Regions from separate parts of the Mus musculus genome. Here region 2 is linked to region 1. Evidence: chromatin contacts called from public Hi-C data. All regions are on one chromosome and are shown on one strand. The core of a region is the stretch at or near the end of the contact, and the rest is flanking DNA. Distances in the headings are between cores, read along the strand shown. Region 1 overlaps Sdk2 (sidekick cell adhesion molecule 2). Region 2 has its middle 18 kb from the start of Gm31318.

Region 1 (2,670 bases), core at 116-2,615:
TCTCCCTGCTCTTGGCTGGGATGGGACTGGCTTGTGTATTTATCTTGATTTCCCTGCATTGAGGAATTGTAACTGGGAATTATAAACCAAATAGATGTCTCCGCAATGTTGCTTCTTCCAGGGTATTTTGTCATAGCAACAGATATAAAATTAGTATGCATTATGACATTTTCATCTATGCAATACTTTTTATGAATTTTTTGATAACTTAAGATTTTATTTTATACTTTTGTGTGTGTGTGTGTGCGTGTACATGTGTGCACATGCATGCTCACTTAATTGACTTTCATTATGCTTGTGAGGGGTTGTTTATCAGCTCATTGATGTAAATGCCTATTCTTCTCCCGAGCAACAGTTATAGCCTATAGATCCTCAGCATAGGGCAGGGCCACTACATGGCTTAATATCACATAAGTCTATGTGTGGTTTTCTCTACAAGAAATGACAGGCATGTATAGAAATCTGGAGCTATCTGAACCACTTCTGCACCAAATACTCAAACCTTTAGGGTCCTCAGTTCCCTGACACTTGAGTTACAACACTCTTTTGATTTTAGATGGCTCTTTTGCTACCCCTGAATAATAGCTCACCAGCCACATTCCTTCCAACGCCCACTCCCCAAACCCACGTCTAGCCCTTCCAGCAAAGCATCAACTCTGCTCCAGTATTCCAGCTTTTAACCAGTGAATCAGTTTAACCAGTGAACCCTTGCAAAATCACGCAGCCATCTGTATTCGAGACCTCTCCTTTTCTGTGTGTGCCACCAATGGAGATGCTGGGTGCCATGCTCCCGCCTCCCCGACAGGCCTTGCGGAGTTTTGCATGACTTTGCATGGCATGGAGATATTTGTGAACGTGTAAGTTACATCATAGCAGAACTGGCTGCCAACGGCTTAGCTGGGTCCCAGAAACTGAGTCAGGAGCCAGGAAATTTGCTTTTCTGTGTAGCTCATCGTCGCAGTGACTCATCCCACCCTCCCTGGAACGCTCCATGGCCAGATGCTGTGTGGGGCTCTGAGTATTAACAGTAACAATGGCAGCAACCACAGCGATGCTGTCATCCTTACAATGTGATGAACACCGTTCTGTGGCTGTCGTGGGTTAGAGCTGTCCTGATCCCCAGGTACATCTCTGGTCTATTCATCCTTGCAGCCGGCTACCAAGATCACAGAGGGGATGTCTCTGGAGACAGAAGGGATGATGTTAAATATTACCTACCCTGCTCCCCTTATCATCTCTGGATCCCTGGGATGACTTGGGCATCTGTGGGCAGGGATAACGAGAACTTGGGCATCTTGTGGGCAGGGATAACCTTGCAGTAGATCCTTCAGCTGCCGCTCAGTATCAAGTGGAGGGGTGAGTATGCAGTAGCTACACTGAGGTGGGTACTGGGTAGGCATGGGTGAGCTGTGAGACAGTGAACCTTGCCTGGCTCTGCCCAGCTGGCCAGAGCTTCCTACCCAGCCCCACTCTGCTCCCTAGACTGCCTCAGGCTTCCGACTTCCCTAGACCAGATGTCTGTGGGATGAATGAATGTTGATAAGCCTGGAGGTTGAGCTAAGGGGCTCCAGAAACTCCCTGCAACTTGCCTGGCAGGCGGGTGTGGGGAGACAGGGAAGAGGTCTGCCTGGAGCCCTGCCCACCATCAGCAGCCCAGGTGCTGTACAATCAGACTGAGTCTCCTGACCCAGGCAGACCAGACTCAAGGTTAGCAATGACCTACCCTCCCTGTGGCAAGGTATGGCCGTGTTTCTCAATCAGCCATTTCTGGCTCTCTGTCTACCTCACTGATCTACAGTATAGCTGTAAACTTTATCCACAGTGCCTGGCTCCCTCCCCAAGGCAGGGTCATGGTAATGAATCTTTCCTAATGTTCTTCATCCTCTTTATGAACTACCCTACGTCAGAGCTACGTCTCCATTTGGCAGATGGAGAAGATGAAGAAACCAAGGCACAGAGGGAGGGGTTAAGGAACACGCCTCGGGGTCTAACAGTGAGCAGGTGGCAGAACATGCCTTAGCTCCTGCCTGAAGCGATACCACGGGGATTAAGTGTGACAACACAGGCAGTGTGCTCAGGGCCTGCCATAAGGCATTCGTACATGCTGTCTGACTCAGCATCACTGTTACTGGCTCTACGCTCCCTCACTCATTCATCTGCCTTGCCAGGAAGAAAGGAGGCCGTTTGTCCTCCTTATGGTCCTGATGCTGGCTCGAGGCTCATTCAGCCAGGTAAACCCTGGCCTGCAGGCAGCCTGTGGGTAGAGCTCATGCACGTGAGACATGACGCAAGGTGCTTGCCTGGGATGGCTGTGCCCTGACCCCCTGAATGGACTCTCTCAGGCCAGAATCTAGAACCTGCCCCATTACCTCTGTCCCCTCTGCCCTGCCCCTCCAGGCCATGTTGTACCCAAACATTCTCTCTGGACTCTCCAAAGTCACCCTTGCAGGTGACTTCAGAAGCAACTTCTGGATGAAGCAGACCAGAACCGTGTTAATTAGGCCCAAGGGGACCTGCTGGGAGCCACCATCTGGAAAAGGTGCTTGTGAAGCCACTGGACACTGGCCAAGCCTGAGCAAAGGCTCGGAGATCAGAGACTGCAAGCCTGGTATTTTTCTGCAGTTTTCCCAGGACATAGACCCCATCTTGTTCTAAATCTAGGCTGGCTTT
Region 2 (2,670 bases), core at 107-2,606, 360 kb after region 1:
AATGAGGATTTTCATCTCGAGGCTCAAACCACCAGGATTTCAAAGCTGCCTGCTTCTCAGGGTTAAAGTTCCTGGGCAGGAAGAAAAAAAAATCTCTGTGAAAAGTTTTCTGAGGCCAGGGAAGGTGGTGAGTTATTCCCTTTGAGAGATTTCTTTTACATGTTCACCTCTGAAGTAGCTAAATGAACGGAGCTGTCGGCGTGCTCGGCGCGCTGGCTGTAACGTGTCCGTGAGGTACCGGGGGAGCTTGTTAAAGGGTAGTTCCCGATGCATCCAGCCTAGGCCTGGCCCCGGCTGGGCCTGAGAGCCTGCATGTGTAACAAGCTCCAGGGAGACACCCAGGCTGCTGGCTCACAGGACACAGGACTGGCAGGTTGTGAGTCAGTGACAGGGCTATAGTCTGTTGACTCTGAAGGTCACTCACTCTGTATCCACCAACTCAGCTGTCATGTCCTCCTGCTAAGGAGAGGGAAACTGAGTGAGGGGAGGGAGGGGTGTCACCTAAGGTCTCAGAGTCTCAGAGTTGCATGGGGTTATTAGACTGAGCACCATCCTGGGCTTGTTGCTGCGGTGATGGTGACGGGGAAGATGGAGGCCTTTCCTTTAAGGGTAAGAGCCCTCTCTACCCTTCGGCCTGGCAGTTAAACTGCCCATCCGCCTCTACATTTTGAAACACACGTCAGCTGCCAGGCTGATCGATAGGCTCGCTCATCTGTGAGGTTTGAGGCTCTCTCCACAGATGTAATCAGGGCTCCAGAGACGTCCTGGCAGCGGGCACGTGGGGAGGGAGCGCGGCAATACGTTTAATCAAGGAGCAGATGGGGAGCTGATAGAGTGTGTAGAAAAATCAGGTTTCTGTGATAACATTCTCTTCCCCCACTCAGCCTCCGCACCCCCTGGCTTCTCCATCAGGACTCCCGGTGCCAACTCCAGCCCTGCCCTTTCCAAAGATGGTTCCCCCCCCCCGAACTCCAGTAGGGCCCCCTTTATAGAGATATGAAGCTTGGGAGTGAGGAGAGTGGATTGGGGAGGGATGGGTTGCTGCATTTGGAACCTAATTCCCCTCTCTAGGCAGGAGCCTGGAGAGGACCGGAAGCCAGGATCTAACAGACTGAACACTAAGCACTGGAAAAGGCATTGGAAGAGCTACCAGCCAGAGCCTCCTGCAGCTGGCAGAGAGGACGCTGGGCTGGTGGCCTGGGTACTCCATTCACAGGCTTGCCCCAACCCAGTGTCTTGCATTATGGTCCCAAGACAGGATCTATGGAATGGTTGTCACCGAGGGTGGCTTTGTCCCCAAAGAACATTTGGCAATGTCTGAAGACATGTTCTGATTGTCACGACGAGGGTGGGAGGGTTCTCTTGGCACCCCGTGGGTACAGGCTGGGGAGGCTCGAAACGTCTCCACAACACAGGACAGCCTCCACAGCACAAATAGTCTTCCCAAAATGTCAGCAGAGCCCAGCTGAGAAATCCTGCTCCTCGGAGAGCCATCACTGGCCACAGCTCTGGTTAAACCCACTGACCTGTCTCCAGGTGGGCGTGTCTGGCTCCTTTCCCCACCCGTGTCCATTTCCCAGGCTAGCTCATGGAATCTGCTCAGGGACACGTGAAGTGCATATATGTCCATGTATACATACACACACTCCAAGTCAAGTGCCATTAAATGGGCTTGGGCCTTTTATTAGTTCTGGGGAATCTGTATATAAGTAGAGGTTGGGGGTAGGTGGGGAGTCTTTTCATCTCCCCCCACCCCCCTATCCCTCTCCTTCTATGCCCAGCCCTTTCTGGTGCCTTAACTTTGAACCTGGCTTTGTTCTACAACAGATGTGTATAGAGAGACCATATCTGTTCCATGTCCCTCTGATTTGCAATTGGGCTCTGTCCCTCCTGGACCTGAGAGTCCAGCTACACAGAGGGCATGCTCTCTGCCTTGGGAGATCATCTTCCAGAACAAGGTGGCCTCCTAAGGCAGTTTCTTGGAGAACCGCACCCACCCCACCCCCCCCCCCCCCCGCCATCCCAGATCTGCTCCCTTAGTCGGGTTAAGGTCTCCGCATGGTGAGTTACTTGATAGAATCCATGTCTTCTCATCCCTGTGGGGTCAGTGCATCCAAGGCACTGAGCTCAATGTGTTTAACTAAGGTCTTCTCTGCCATCTCCTGACTATGTTTTTATCGACATTTGATAAGTGAGAAACTGAGTCTCAGCAAGGTTAACAGAACAACTGTGCTGGAGGTCACACAGCAGGTAAAACAAAAACAAAAACAAAAACAAAACAAGATTGGAGGACTTGACCCCATAGGTCACTGCAAAGACCAGTCTCTCAGGATTAGGCTCCTTGCTCTGTCTCCTTGGTAACTCCTTGAAAGTGATCCACACACCCACGGCATCAGTGTGACCTAGGACTTGTTAGACACAGAGATCCCAGCACTGCCCTGAATGTAGAACTGGATATGAGCTTTCCTATGGGAGATCTCAGGACTCACAGATGTGGGGATGAGATGGTTATGGGATTCCCTGCTGGAGGGCAGTGAGGCTGGGGGTGTGAGCAGGACCCCCAAAGCTGGCCATCCCCTGTGCCTAGTAACTGTATCCCAGCATTCTCTCTTTGGTTACTCAAGAATGCTGACCTGCAAGCTGGGGCGCATGGCTCAGTGGGTAGAGAGC

The links. A called contact is a pair of places that touch in the nucleus more often than the background predicts.
Region 2: a contact with region 1 is called in a Hi-C map of forebrain, with 2.2 times the contacts expected there. The contact joins two enhancer-like sites. A contact is called at or near these places in 3 of 484 Hi-C or Micro-C datasets (cerebral cortex, cortical neurons and forebrain) and 1 of 9 other capture datasets (embryonic stem cells).

The regions. Positions count from the first base shown.
Region 1 is chr11:113,926,491-113,929,160 of GRCm38.p6, forward strand. The region is part of intron 2 of Sdk2 (sidekick cell adhesion molecule 2); the gene reads right to left. Among named protein-coding and RNA genes, the nearest start is that of Gm51929, 110 kb to the right of the region's middle. Within about 2 kb of position 1,366, at least 53 of the 459 cell types and tissues checked have an H3K27ac peak or open chromatin away from gene starts, as enhancers often do. A contact at or near this core is called in cerebral cortex and forebrain, where this site is marked.
Region 2 is chr11:114,284,100-114,286,769 of GRCm38.p6, forward strand. No RefSeq gene overlaps it. Among named protein-coding and RNA genes, the nearest start is that of Gm31318, 18 kb to the right of the region's middle. Within about 2 kb of position 1,357, at least 17 of the 459 cell types and tissues checked have an H3K27ac peak or open chromatin away from gene starts, as enhancers often do. A contact at or near this core is called in cerebral cortex and forebrain, where this site is marked.